Linked DNA regions of Bicyclus anynana: region 2 is linked to region 1. The links are chromatin contacts, called in public Hi-C maps. All regions are on one chromosome and are shown on one strand. Each heading gives the region's core, a stretch centred on a gene start, on an enhancer-like site or on the middle of the called end of the contact. The rest is flanking DNA. Distances are from core to core; before and after follow the strand shown.

Region 1 (5,843 bases), core at 1,823-4,322:
ACAACTAACTGTACATGAAAAATTCAATACACACAGAGTATCCAAGACTCTAATATTTACAATTTTTGACTTACTAACTATATCATTGTACAAAGAAATTATGAAAAAAAAAATTAAAATTCAATAATTAAAAATTAATTAATTTAAACTTATAAATAATATCACTTGCCAGTAGAGGAACTTAGTGAGTAACTTTAAACAGATCTAAAAAGTCACATGAAATTATGTTCATTCAATCTGCAATAAAATGTCAAAATAAGTGAAAATTGTATTTAAAATAATACACAAATTCCAATTTTTATCTCTTTTTCTTTAAAATTGGGATGGTTTGAATCCCAGCTTGGCTCAATTAAGATATTATCTAATTACTCTTAAGTTTATACCGTAATTATTCCTTCATTAACACTTTTGCTGCGGCACTGATTTTTCTGTACTTTTCTCTGGTGCGGTACGAGGTCCATTGACCTCGTAACCCTCGAACACGCTAGACATACGAGGTCAATTGACCCTGTACTGCAGCAAACGTGTTAAAGCACATTATCTTACAAATAGCAATACAACTTTTGTAAATGCAAAGCAAGTTTCAAATAACATTACAGTCACTACCATATTACTTAATTATTATTTATAAAAAAAAAAAATCATCAACAAATCTATTTGTTTAATTTTTTTTTTCTTTCAATATAATCTGGTAATGTTTCACAACTGGGATCTTTACTTCAAAATGCCATCAATTACCTTATTAACTAATTTCTAATACACACATTGTGATAATTACTAACACAGAGTTCTACATAGAACAGCCATACAATACAGTCATCAAATAAATGTTATTAAAAGAGCATTTTTACAGCTTAACATTGTTTTATCCGTCTCTGGACCTTGCTTTAAGTAAATGCTTCTTTTAAATAAAATGTTCACAGTACCAAATAAATTACTTACATTAAGATATTGTTTAACTAGTAACAGGCTTAGAGAAACCTAAAAAAACCATTTTGTTCACATTCAAACTTCCTCTAAACTCTGCCTGTGAGTCTATACTACTTCTTTGCCTTCGTCGAGTTCCCTTGCTTATTCGGAGGCGTCCATCTTAAAGCTGTAGGATCTACGCATAATCGGGGTTTTTTAAAATGTGAACTGGCCAACTGTTCAGATACAATCTTTGGTGTAACACATATAACATGTTGCCCCTTCCAATACTTTACCATATTCATAGATTGTAGAGTAGAAATTATATCTGTCTGCGATATACCAGTCATCTGACTCAAGTCCTTGATACTAAGAGTACCGCGACTCGCACTTAGCACTTCTAATAATACATAGGACCAGTAGGATCTGTAACTTAGCTTACCCAAGTCCGATAGTGGCTTCTCGGGGCTACCAACGACTTGTTCAAGCCTTGACAGTTCATAGCTAAAAGCTATTAGCAGTTTACCGTAACCTTGTCTCTGGTATGGCGGCAGAGTGAGTATACAAGCAACATTGTTGCCTTCAGGAGAATCCTTTTCTTTGGAGAAATAACCAACAAGATGAGCTCCATGCTTGTCGACTTCGCACAAAATATAAAAAAGAAATTGCTCTATGTCAAAATAAAGAGTTTTGTGATCTAAAAACAATTTAGCCAGCAAACAAAGATTCTGACAGTATATTTTATGTTCCTTACCATCTGCTTCGAAAATTGCTATAGTACCTTTTCTATATATTTCGCTGCCTAGAGGTTGTCGCGCTGTACACTCGCTCAAATGATATCTGTACGTCTTCTCCATTCTCATGTACTTGAGGCAATATTCACAAATCCACAGCTTCGACTGTTTTCCGTACTCGTCCGGGTAAGGGCTGAAGTACCAAGTGTCTATTTCGTATTTGCCGATCTGAATCCTATCTATGTATTTCACTTTGGTAATAGCTTCGTGTTCTTTTTCCAAAGCCGCCGTCGTGGGGTCCATCTCCGCGTACGATTTCTGCACATGATTGATTTCGTCATGTTTACGTTTTTGATTGCGGGTTATTTTGCGACCGGATTTGTCGGTGAGCAAGTGATCGGAGTTTATGTTGTTATTAGAGTTTTCACACACGTCAAACCTATCGGACATGACCCGGTGGCGCGAAACCCACTCGTCGAGTCTTCTATCGTAGCCGACATAGTGCACATAGTATTCATAACACGATTCCCCTGCGTTGTACCGCGTTTGTATTATCTCAGCCGGGTGCCATGACTCATCCGAACGCCGCACTAAGTAATGCTCTCCGATGTCCAAAGGTTGCTCCTGTGTGGACTCAGAGTCCTCGTTGTCAGTGCTACGGCCCTCTGAATTTGGTAATTCATTGTTCACAATTGGTTTTTCTAACTCTTTATCGCCTTTAGCCATATTAAACTATATCAATAACGGATCATGCAATACCGCGCAACACAATCAGCCATGCCATTTTTCCATAGATAATAGATTATAGATTTTTATTAAAATGTCGAATCTCGAATGTCGCGCAAAGCAAAAACGTGCGAACTAGTGACGTACCTACCCACACCCAGTGCCCATGCATAAATCTGTCTTTTGGAAACCGGTAGACCGGATAAATCAATATTTGTCTAAAAAAATAAGCACTCGTTTAATTTAAATAAAATAAATATAAAATGAAGTAAATAGCTTTAAGCTTAGAAGTATACATTTTTCATAATTATACAATTAATTTAAAATATAAAAGTAACTCTATGGTATGGTGTTACAATAAGCAAAACCTTCCCTTATTTCAGAGAATATTCTTAGTTTTATTAGAATCAGAAAAGTTAAAATTAATGTAATTTTTATTTTTTCAGCGTGTATGTATTTTTATTTTATATTATTATCATGCTAATTTACATTTAACACAACGTACAGCGTGTCTGCACGTGATAATTTTAAAGTCGCTATTTATTAATCCGCCAAACTAAGAATAAAACTTTAAACAAAATAAATTCAAGAACATTAACTGGTTTGATGGTTTGTCAACATGTCAGCTACCAGGGAGTAAAAGTAGGGAATTTAATGAACTTTTGAGTGCAACACAATAAACCATAGTCTATAGAGCCCTAGTAAATGAAACATGAGTTCAGACTTGTCGGCTGAGCGAACGTAATGCAATCGGCGAAACGTCTGTATTTAACTGATTTGTAATTCGGATTCCTAATCGCTAAAAGGGAGATATGATATTATTTTCGTTATCTAAAAACTGTGCCGATCGTCTACGCGAGTGTTGATTGTAATGCCGAAGTGTATTGATTACATTTACAAGTGATTTATGTGCAGTGGTTTTGTACAAGATTGGTTTGGAAGCATTTTGCCGAGATAATCTCCCAGTTGTCTTAGTTGGAACATTAGACTGAGTCAAAATGCAAGCGATCAAGTGTGTAGTTGTGGGTGACGGGTAAGTGGAAATGATTTTGGTTTCTTACAAATTCCGAGATACTATTATCGTAATGAACTAGGCATCTGACGTCATTAGGACTCATTGGTGGCGCATCCAGACTTCCGAGCGATCCTGTCGAGCGATAATTGCACGATTGTGTATTATTACCCGACTTTAACATAAGCGAGGTTCCCTGTTTACTTGTGTTCATGGAATTAAGACTATGAATTTAATGAATGAGATTTTTTGATTTTCTTATAAATGACTTAACCGATTTTGATATAATTTGTTTAATGAGTATTTTTTTAAGATTTTCTATTTCTATAATAAATAGAAATCATTCATGTAACAATTATTGTAACATGGGTATTATTTGGTAAAAGAATTTAAAACCTTCTTAGAAAAAGTATTTTTATTTTTTAAGTATTTAAGAATATCTATCAATATTTTTGAAAGAAATTGAAATTATTAATAGAAAGCGTTAGGGATTTAAAACTGCATTAATTTGTGCTAACAAGGACAAAAATGACTGAAAAATAATAACTGTAATTAATTGTAAGTACATTTTAATGTTAACTAACAGACTTGGTCAAGCTTCGCTTTGACTTATGTGCTCTTCCCTATCCCTACTCTACACTTCTCTTCCCCTACCCTACATTTACCCTACTCCTACCCTACCCCTACCCCTATATGTATTTAAATACACAAAAGCATTGATGCACACAAGAAAATAAATAAATTTATACATGTAATGTAATTATTGAAGGCTTATCTATGCTATCTCTTCCATAGTAGAATGCAAAATGTTGTTATCACTACTGATAGCGATTGTAACTATCATTATTACAATGTTATTGAAGCCCTACACAAATACTCTATGGTTTAATTTGTAAGCTTTCCAGTTTCCAACCTCTTCGTCACCACAGTCTAGGCCTGATTGCCGTACTTTCCTAACCTTAATAAACCATCTCTAATTCAAACATGTAATGGTGTTGAGATTTGAATATATTGAATTTTATGAGACATACAGGTAAATATGGGCAATAATAAGTAATCCATACATAGAAAACAAAGATTGTAGGGATATTTGTTAAATAAATAAGACTGAAATTTCAAAATCAATCAAAAATCTTTTAACATACTTACTTAATAAGATAAAAATACATTTTTAGCATTCAATGTGACATTATTCATTATTCGGCCAAACCTAACATACAAATCTGACATTCTTAAGAATCAACAATTTTGTGCTATTTATTATGCAGCATTATTTAGCGATATGACAAATTAAATTCCTGTAGCTTTGAAAGTACTAATGGCAAATATCCTGTGTTTCCATCTACAAAATTGCTTTACTAAAAGTGTACTCTTAATTTATATACAATTTAAGAAAACTGTCATCATCCCTATAGTTTGTTTCGTGTAGGATGGTGCTGGTGATAGTTTGTTTCACTCTTCAAAGTTTGCCACGTTTCATGATAATAGTATGTATTTTGAACGTCGTACAGATGACTGTCACCGTACCCATGCTATCTGAAAAACAGAGCATTTGACTCGGTTTGACAAAAATAATTCAAGCAAAACTGTTTGTCATAGTTGTCTCTTCTAAATTACCTACACAGGTTCCCAGACTTAAGATAACCGAACACCCACCAAATACCTTTTATGGAACCCCATATCAAATTGTTCCAAATCCAAATCAAAAAGAACAAAAAAAAAATATTGGCCACTTATTTGGAGGGTAAGCATATTATTGACCATATTTAAAAATGTGGTTGTATAATTTTTTTTTACTATAGTAGTAGTAACTTAAACTAAATATTTAATTGTCTGAACTACAGTACTGATATAATCCTCATTAGTTGTTACTAATTCACATTCATAGTAAGTTCTCAGCTAATATGTATGTCATGTTGTAAAGATGACTCAAGGTGAGCTCAAAAGGGCACTGACACTGCTTGCGGGGTGAATGCAAATTGTCCCATTTCCTCTTGCTTTGTGTTATACAGCCATACAACTATTCACTAGTGTCTTCCATTATTATTATACAAATATCCATATCCATACTGATATGTCTGTCCGTCACCTTTTCATGGCTAAACCACTGAACCAATTTTGCTGAAATTTGGTATAAAGATAAATTGGGTCTTGGAACAGAACATAGGATACTTTTATCCTGGTTAAATTCATGGTCTATAATTTATTCATGGTAAGTTAATACTATTTCAAATTATAATTAAAAATGATTGAATTAAATATACACATCTCATAATTTACATTTTAATCATATACAAAATTAGCTAAATCTTTTAAATATTGGATAGAAGCAGGCATTACTTTGTGGAAGTTCATTATGAATAGATAATAATTTATTTATTTTGCTGTCATCCTATATATTACTTTGCGATTGCACGTTGTTGAGTTAACATCACCTGAGGATGCGCTCTGGTTTCAGGGTG
Region 2 (5,766 bases), core at 189-2,688, 52 kb after region 1:
ACATCTCAATGACAGTTAGAGTGATGGAGAGATCTATACTCAAATCTAATGAGCCGTAGTGATGGGAAACTATTCAAAAGCAATGGAGATATCTAAGCTCAAATCTGTGGGAGGGTGTGTATGTGGGAGATTCATAGAGACCAAAAGTATTGAATTAGTACATCATTATCAGCCTATTTGAATGGCCTACTACAACGCTAAACCTTCTTATTTCCTCCTCCTCCTCATTCGGTTGGATTTGAACCACCAGGCTAGACCAATGCTGTATGACCGGTTTTGGGTGATAATTTTGGACTCAGTAACAATCACTTTTAGATGTTATGTTCGTTAGTCATTATCACATTATTAGCGATAATGACCAACGAATGGCTAAACAAGCATTTTGAGGTATACCACCCACTTCCCCTACTTCTGAGTTCTTATGCTACCCCAGTCAAATAAGGAAAATAGGTCAACCTCGGAATGAGAGATTATAAGTTTTTTCCCTTTGGTGTTCTACCAAATACAGAAGGAGGAATAAGGAATAACTACTGAAAACTAAAGTAACGCGATGGTAACGGGTCATGTAATTGTTATGAATATTATCCTCTAAATGATGACGTCAAACTTTACAGTTCTCGTAAGAACAGATGTGTTTGACGTCATGACGTTTATGTCACCGGAGTCATACGCATAATCAATTTATTCCATGAAGACTGTTTAGATTTGGTAGTAGCGGTAATATGACAGATTAAACGCATTTGTGTGTAAAAACCAATATGGGACTGTAAGCCCTTGACAAAAATTATTTGTGAAATGAACCAACGTGAATAACGTTTAGATGGCTGTTACTGTATCAGAAAATAACTCTGAACACTATGCCGTCATTTCTGAGCGGTACAGTGGTGAGTACGCGAGTGAATGTCATTTCTCAGGTACAAATGATGAATTACGACTAATTATAATTGTACGGCTTTGCTATAGTGTTTAAGATGATTAAAAATAAATGTCGAAAATCCTAGTGCCGTACTAAAATGGTGGTGCCGGAAGTCAGCACAAATTTTAATTCGTCGACAACTGCAGAAGCAAAATACGTTATTTATTACTGTACGGCATTTGTGCAATTCGTTTTGTACACATATGTATACAGATACTTTACCCGTAAACGCTGTACATTTTTCCAGCGCAGGAGTCGAAAGATAAGAGTCGCAAGCCTTACTCTTCAATCACCTGTACAGCTCAGAAATGACGGTATAGTGCTCAGAGTTATTTTCTGATATAGCAGCAGCCTTCTAAGCGTTATTCATCTTGGTTCATTTCTCATGTAATTTTTGTTTAAGGGCTTGTAGTCTATGGACTCAATATAATTTTTGTCTACCAGGGCCTAGGCATGTCCAAGGAAATCGGCGCGGTGAAGTACCTGGAGTGCTCGGCGCTGACCCAGAAGGGGCTGAAGACGGTATTCGACGAGGCGATCCGCGCCGTGCTGTGCCCCGTGCAGCCGGTCAAGGTGAAGCGGAAGTGTTCGATACTGTAAGGATTGCGACGCGTCAGGGTATGTACTACATTTTTTTTTTAATTTTTTACAGGTGAGATTTCAATAAGCTACAACTTATGTGCACTTCTTTCCTATCCCTACACTACTCTATCCCTACGCTTAGTTAGCCTTTTCTAACGGCGGCATTTCCATTTTTTTTTTCACGTGACAACGTCTTACAACGTCAATGGAGCCGGCTGCACACTCAAAAAAAGATGAAGTCATGCGTCGTTCCCACGCTCTAGGGTTGCCAACTTTTTTTACAAGAAATAAAGTATATTCTGGTCTATGAAGATTATTAAACAGTATTTTAGAAAAACAAACATTTTCTTTTGAAAAATGCAAAAATTCCATCAGTATTTTCTTATGACGTTGTCACGTTCAACTATCGTCAGTAAACCGACTTTACAGACAACCGATTTTTTTTTAAATAAAAGAACACTTTGTGTCATTGTGTCATGACTATAATAGTTAGGCATATGCTGTCGCGACACTTTTTGTAGAAAAGGATGTGTTCTGCAAAGTTGTAGTACATTGTTTTATTCTAACATCAATAGGTTTTGCAGCGCACGCGATGTAAAGTATATTTTAGGTAAAAAAATTTACACTTTGGGTTACATTATTGGAGTATTAGGAAAGATACCTAGTTGTTTTGAAACACTCCCCGATAACGTAGCATTCTGCTGGTGAAAGAATTTTCAAAATCGGATGGTAGTTCCGAAGATTACTCCGTACAAAGGATTGTTACAAAGGAGATGGTCCAAAATTGTATGGAGCCCAGGTCCAGTCATTGTACCCTGGCGGAAATAAAAGAAGATATTATTTTTAACTATTTTTGATTATACAAATCTACGAAATTATTTTAATTTTTTCGAAATAATATTCATTATCTCCCAAGAAATGCAACATCAATAAAGGTATTAATGGCGGATAGATGACGTTTTCAATGCATTAATCGATTTGACTTTTGCTGTCAACTGTCATGTCATAGTTGCTCTATGGGCACCATCTTGTTATAACTCAAAAACTTGGGTTTTTTATTTATTTATTTTTATTTAGTTAGATTTATTCTGTTTAATAAATTTTAATAAATTCTTTGTATTTTTTAAATTTTAATGATACGGGGTACAAGAGTGGACCTGAAATGACTCCTTAACAAACTTACAAACTTACAAACTTACAAACTACCTCCTTTAAATATTAGTATAGATAACATTTAATTATATTAATGTTGTTTATGGGTTAAATAAATGAATAAATGAGTTTGTTTATATTCCAGAGAGAGTAGAGGAAGTACGACGCAAGTGTAAACAGCCTAGCTTAAAGAAATAGCGCACCAAACGATCCGTCTTCTATGGTATCACCACAGTGCTGTATGAACTAATGTAACATGGACTGCAATTGAATGCAATGCAATAGATGTTAATTCTTAAAATGTTAAAATAAATACGCGTCATTTATTACGTCAAATGGGTTGGTGTGAGTGAGCTCCGTATTTGTAAACGCTTTTGTATAATCTGTGGAGTGACAGCTGACGTTTGACAGTTGTCTATGGTTAAGTGACATCTCTGTTTATGGGAACATACTGGTCAGGTTTTTTTATCGAGTTGTAATTCATAATTATTGATATTTGGGTGCTTTTTCTATCGCGACTTGTATTCAAAATATTAAAAATACATTCCTACACTCTTGCTTGAACACCTAACGTCGCCATTTTTGTTGATCCATCGACGGCAGATTAAAAAATATATGTATTATATTTCCCCCCACTTTTGGTGCGTTGGTGTTTTCGAAATGTGGAATTGTTGAAATTTTTTGTGTTAGACAGAGATTATATTTTTCGATTTATTATTATTATTATTATTATTATTGCTTATTTTGTTCCCAATTTGATTGATTGTTGTATTTCATTATTAGGTGTCTGTAAGTACATACACAGTATTCGCTAAAAATGTTTTATATAAATATTTAAACTTTCGTATACTGTATGTAATGTGTATTAATAAATGTTTTACAATACTATATCAATATTTGTATGGTAACACTGTCTAGTTGACTAAATTTGCATTTCAATGTAATGAAAAGAGTGATCGTTTTATGTGTAACTTAACAACTATCAACGAATAACTTTTATCATAGTGTCTATATATGTCCGACTAAACAAAATTCGAAAAATCCGCATTTAACAAAAAAAAAACAAGTTCCATTTTCAAAAAATATGCATTGAAAAGCAAAGTTAACTAATCTGACGGTACTTTTTATGTTAAAAGTTATGTAGAGGTATTACGATTTCTTTTTTTTTTTAAATTATGGAAATCAACTGCTTATTAAATAAATTGGATATTAACAACGTTGATTTTATCTTAAGTAATGTTTTTTATGTAATCAATAGGCACAAAGTAGCAGTAAAAATTATCGTTGCCAACATATTTTATGTGTTTTAATGTTATTAATAAATTATTAGGCTACCCGCGTTTCACTTGTAAAATCTACGCCCATTGACCTCTTATAATAAAAGGACGCACAATCATGTAGAAAATTTCACTTGAAAAATGGTGAATTTTGCTTTGACAGTTTTAGAATTATTGGTAAAGAAAATTGTACCTATAGTCCAATATTCAGTAAAATCCCAAATTCAGAGCGAATTCAACCTTAAAGATTGAGTTTAAGGTTGAATTTGCAAATGTGACTACTTGAATTGAGTGCCAAGAAGTTGTGCTTAGCACTCATTGAATTTTGGTCGGTGATTGTGCATCCACTTTTTAATAGGTGATCGATGTCTACACCCAATACTTTAGCACCCGTGAAATGCGTTATACATATCGAAGTTTAGCTAGAGGACAGTTGAATGCAATTTAAATAATTAAATAATAAATTGTTTTGATGATAAATTGTACATTAAATGATGGTTTTACTGATTAATTGCATTGATTAATTTGTTCACGATTTTGTTTGGATCGATTTGTTTATTGCATCAAATGAGGGTAACTTTGAATTTCAGCACAAAAATATGTGTAAGTGTTATATTATGAATTATGCCAGTGTTTTGTATGATATATGTCATTTTAATTTTTGTATTGTATGGTTAAATAGTGATGGCTAAAATAGTGGCTGTAAAATAATAGAATTTTTAAATTAATTATTCGACTGGGCATTCAATTTTTATTTAAAATTAATAAGTATCAGTATTACACAGAAAAGCATTTAAACCAATTAAGTTTTACTGAAAATCAAAGTTACCTTGTGTTTTTTTTAGTATTTTATTTTTTAATTTTCAACAATGTCCTTATTATCATCAAACAAGCTGTAATATTCAAGTCTTATTAAAACTTCTAAAGGTTACTGTGAAATGCCGCACAATTATTAATTTAAGCAACTTTGACCAAGTTGGGACTTTTCTGATTGGTCGCTTAGTCCTTGGGAGACATTTTTCGTAAAAAGAAAGTGTGATAAATGGGTTTAGCCTTTAATTGACGAACACGGCCTTTTATTAGTTTTTATATTACGCCTAAATAACATTTTAATTGTCCACGCGACACTTGTACTGATGTTTCGATTGCTTTTGAACTGTTACAGCGTCTCCACATTACCATATTTTATATCATAATGGGACACTGTTGTCCCATTTGCATGTCCCTCGATATATGATGGTATAGTGTGGAAACGCCCTTAGAAATAAGTTAATTACTGTCTAAATCCACTCCTAAAATAAGTAATAGTACACGTAAAAACGCTAAGGAATGTGCAATTGTTATTGCTTTGTACTATCGACATCGATGCCATAGACAATTTTTACTTATTGAAAATGAAATATTTGAAAATGGAATCTTAGCCGCTTCGTTATATTTTATTTTTTTCGTAAGCATAAACAATTGCACAAAATAGGTAAATAGCTGGTAAGGTTTTAATGTATTGTTCAGATGCAAATATTTAGAAGAAACGGCGTGTAAATAACGGTAATTTTAGTATGATTAAAAAAAAAAAACTAAAATGTAAGTGATCGGGCCATTTACTATGGCGTTGCATTTTTTATATCCTAGGAATCATATAATAGGGAGCTTCGATCACATTTTTTATACATATTAGTTAGTATGTGTATTTGCTATCATTAATAAAGGAATTATTACTTTAATATCTATTAAACCTTTCATTACTTGTGCGCTAACTAGTACCTATGTCAATAACCTGTATTTTATTAAGTGGTGTCCTGAAATATAATAAACATATTTTTCTATGAACATTTCAAAATG

Evidence for each region. A called contact is a pair of places that touch in the nucleus more often than the background predicts.
Region 2: a Hi-C map of whole body shows a contact between it and region 1, with 4 times the contacts expected there. The contact joins the enhancer-like site here to the promoter of LOC112053760 in region 1. A contact is called at or near these places in 2 of 2 Hi-C or Micro-C datasets (whole body and whole larva).

What each region holds. Positions count from the first base shown.
Region 1 is chr11:13,659,018-13,664,860 of ilBicAnyn1.1, forward strand. It overlaps LOC112053760 (ras-related protein Rac1), which reads left to right and starts at 3,073. Exons shown (of 6, transcript XM_024093304.2): 1 at 3,073-3,402. The coding sequence starts at 3,368. LOC112053759 (histone acetyltransferase KAT8-like) reads right to left here and starts at 2,453. Exons shown (of 1, transcript XM_024093303.2): 1 at 1-2,453. The coding sequence starts at 2,369. The coding sequence ends at 1,041.
Region 2 is chr11:13,712,348-13,718,113 of ilBicAnyn1.1, forward strand. LOC112053760 (ras-related protein Rac1) reads left to right here. Exons shown (of 6, transcript XM_024093304.2): 5 at 1,361-1,534; 6 at 2,796-5,766. The coding sequence ends at 1,516. Among protein-coding and RNA genes, the nearest start is that of LOC112053762, 7.7 kb to the right of the region's middle. Within about 2 kb of position 1,439, at least 7 of the 8 cell types and tissues checked have open chromatin away from gene starts, as enhancers often do.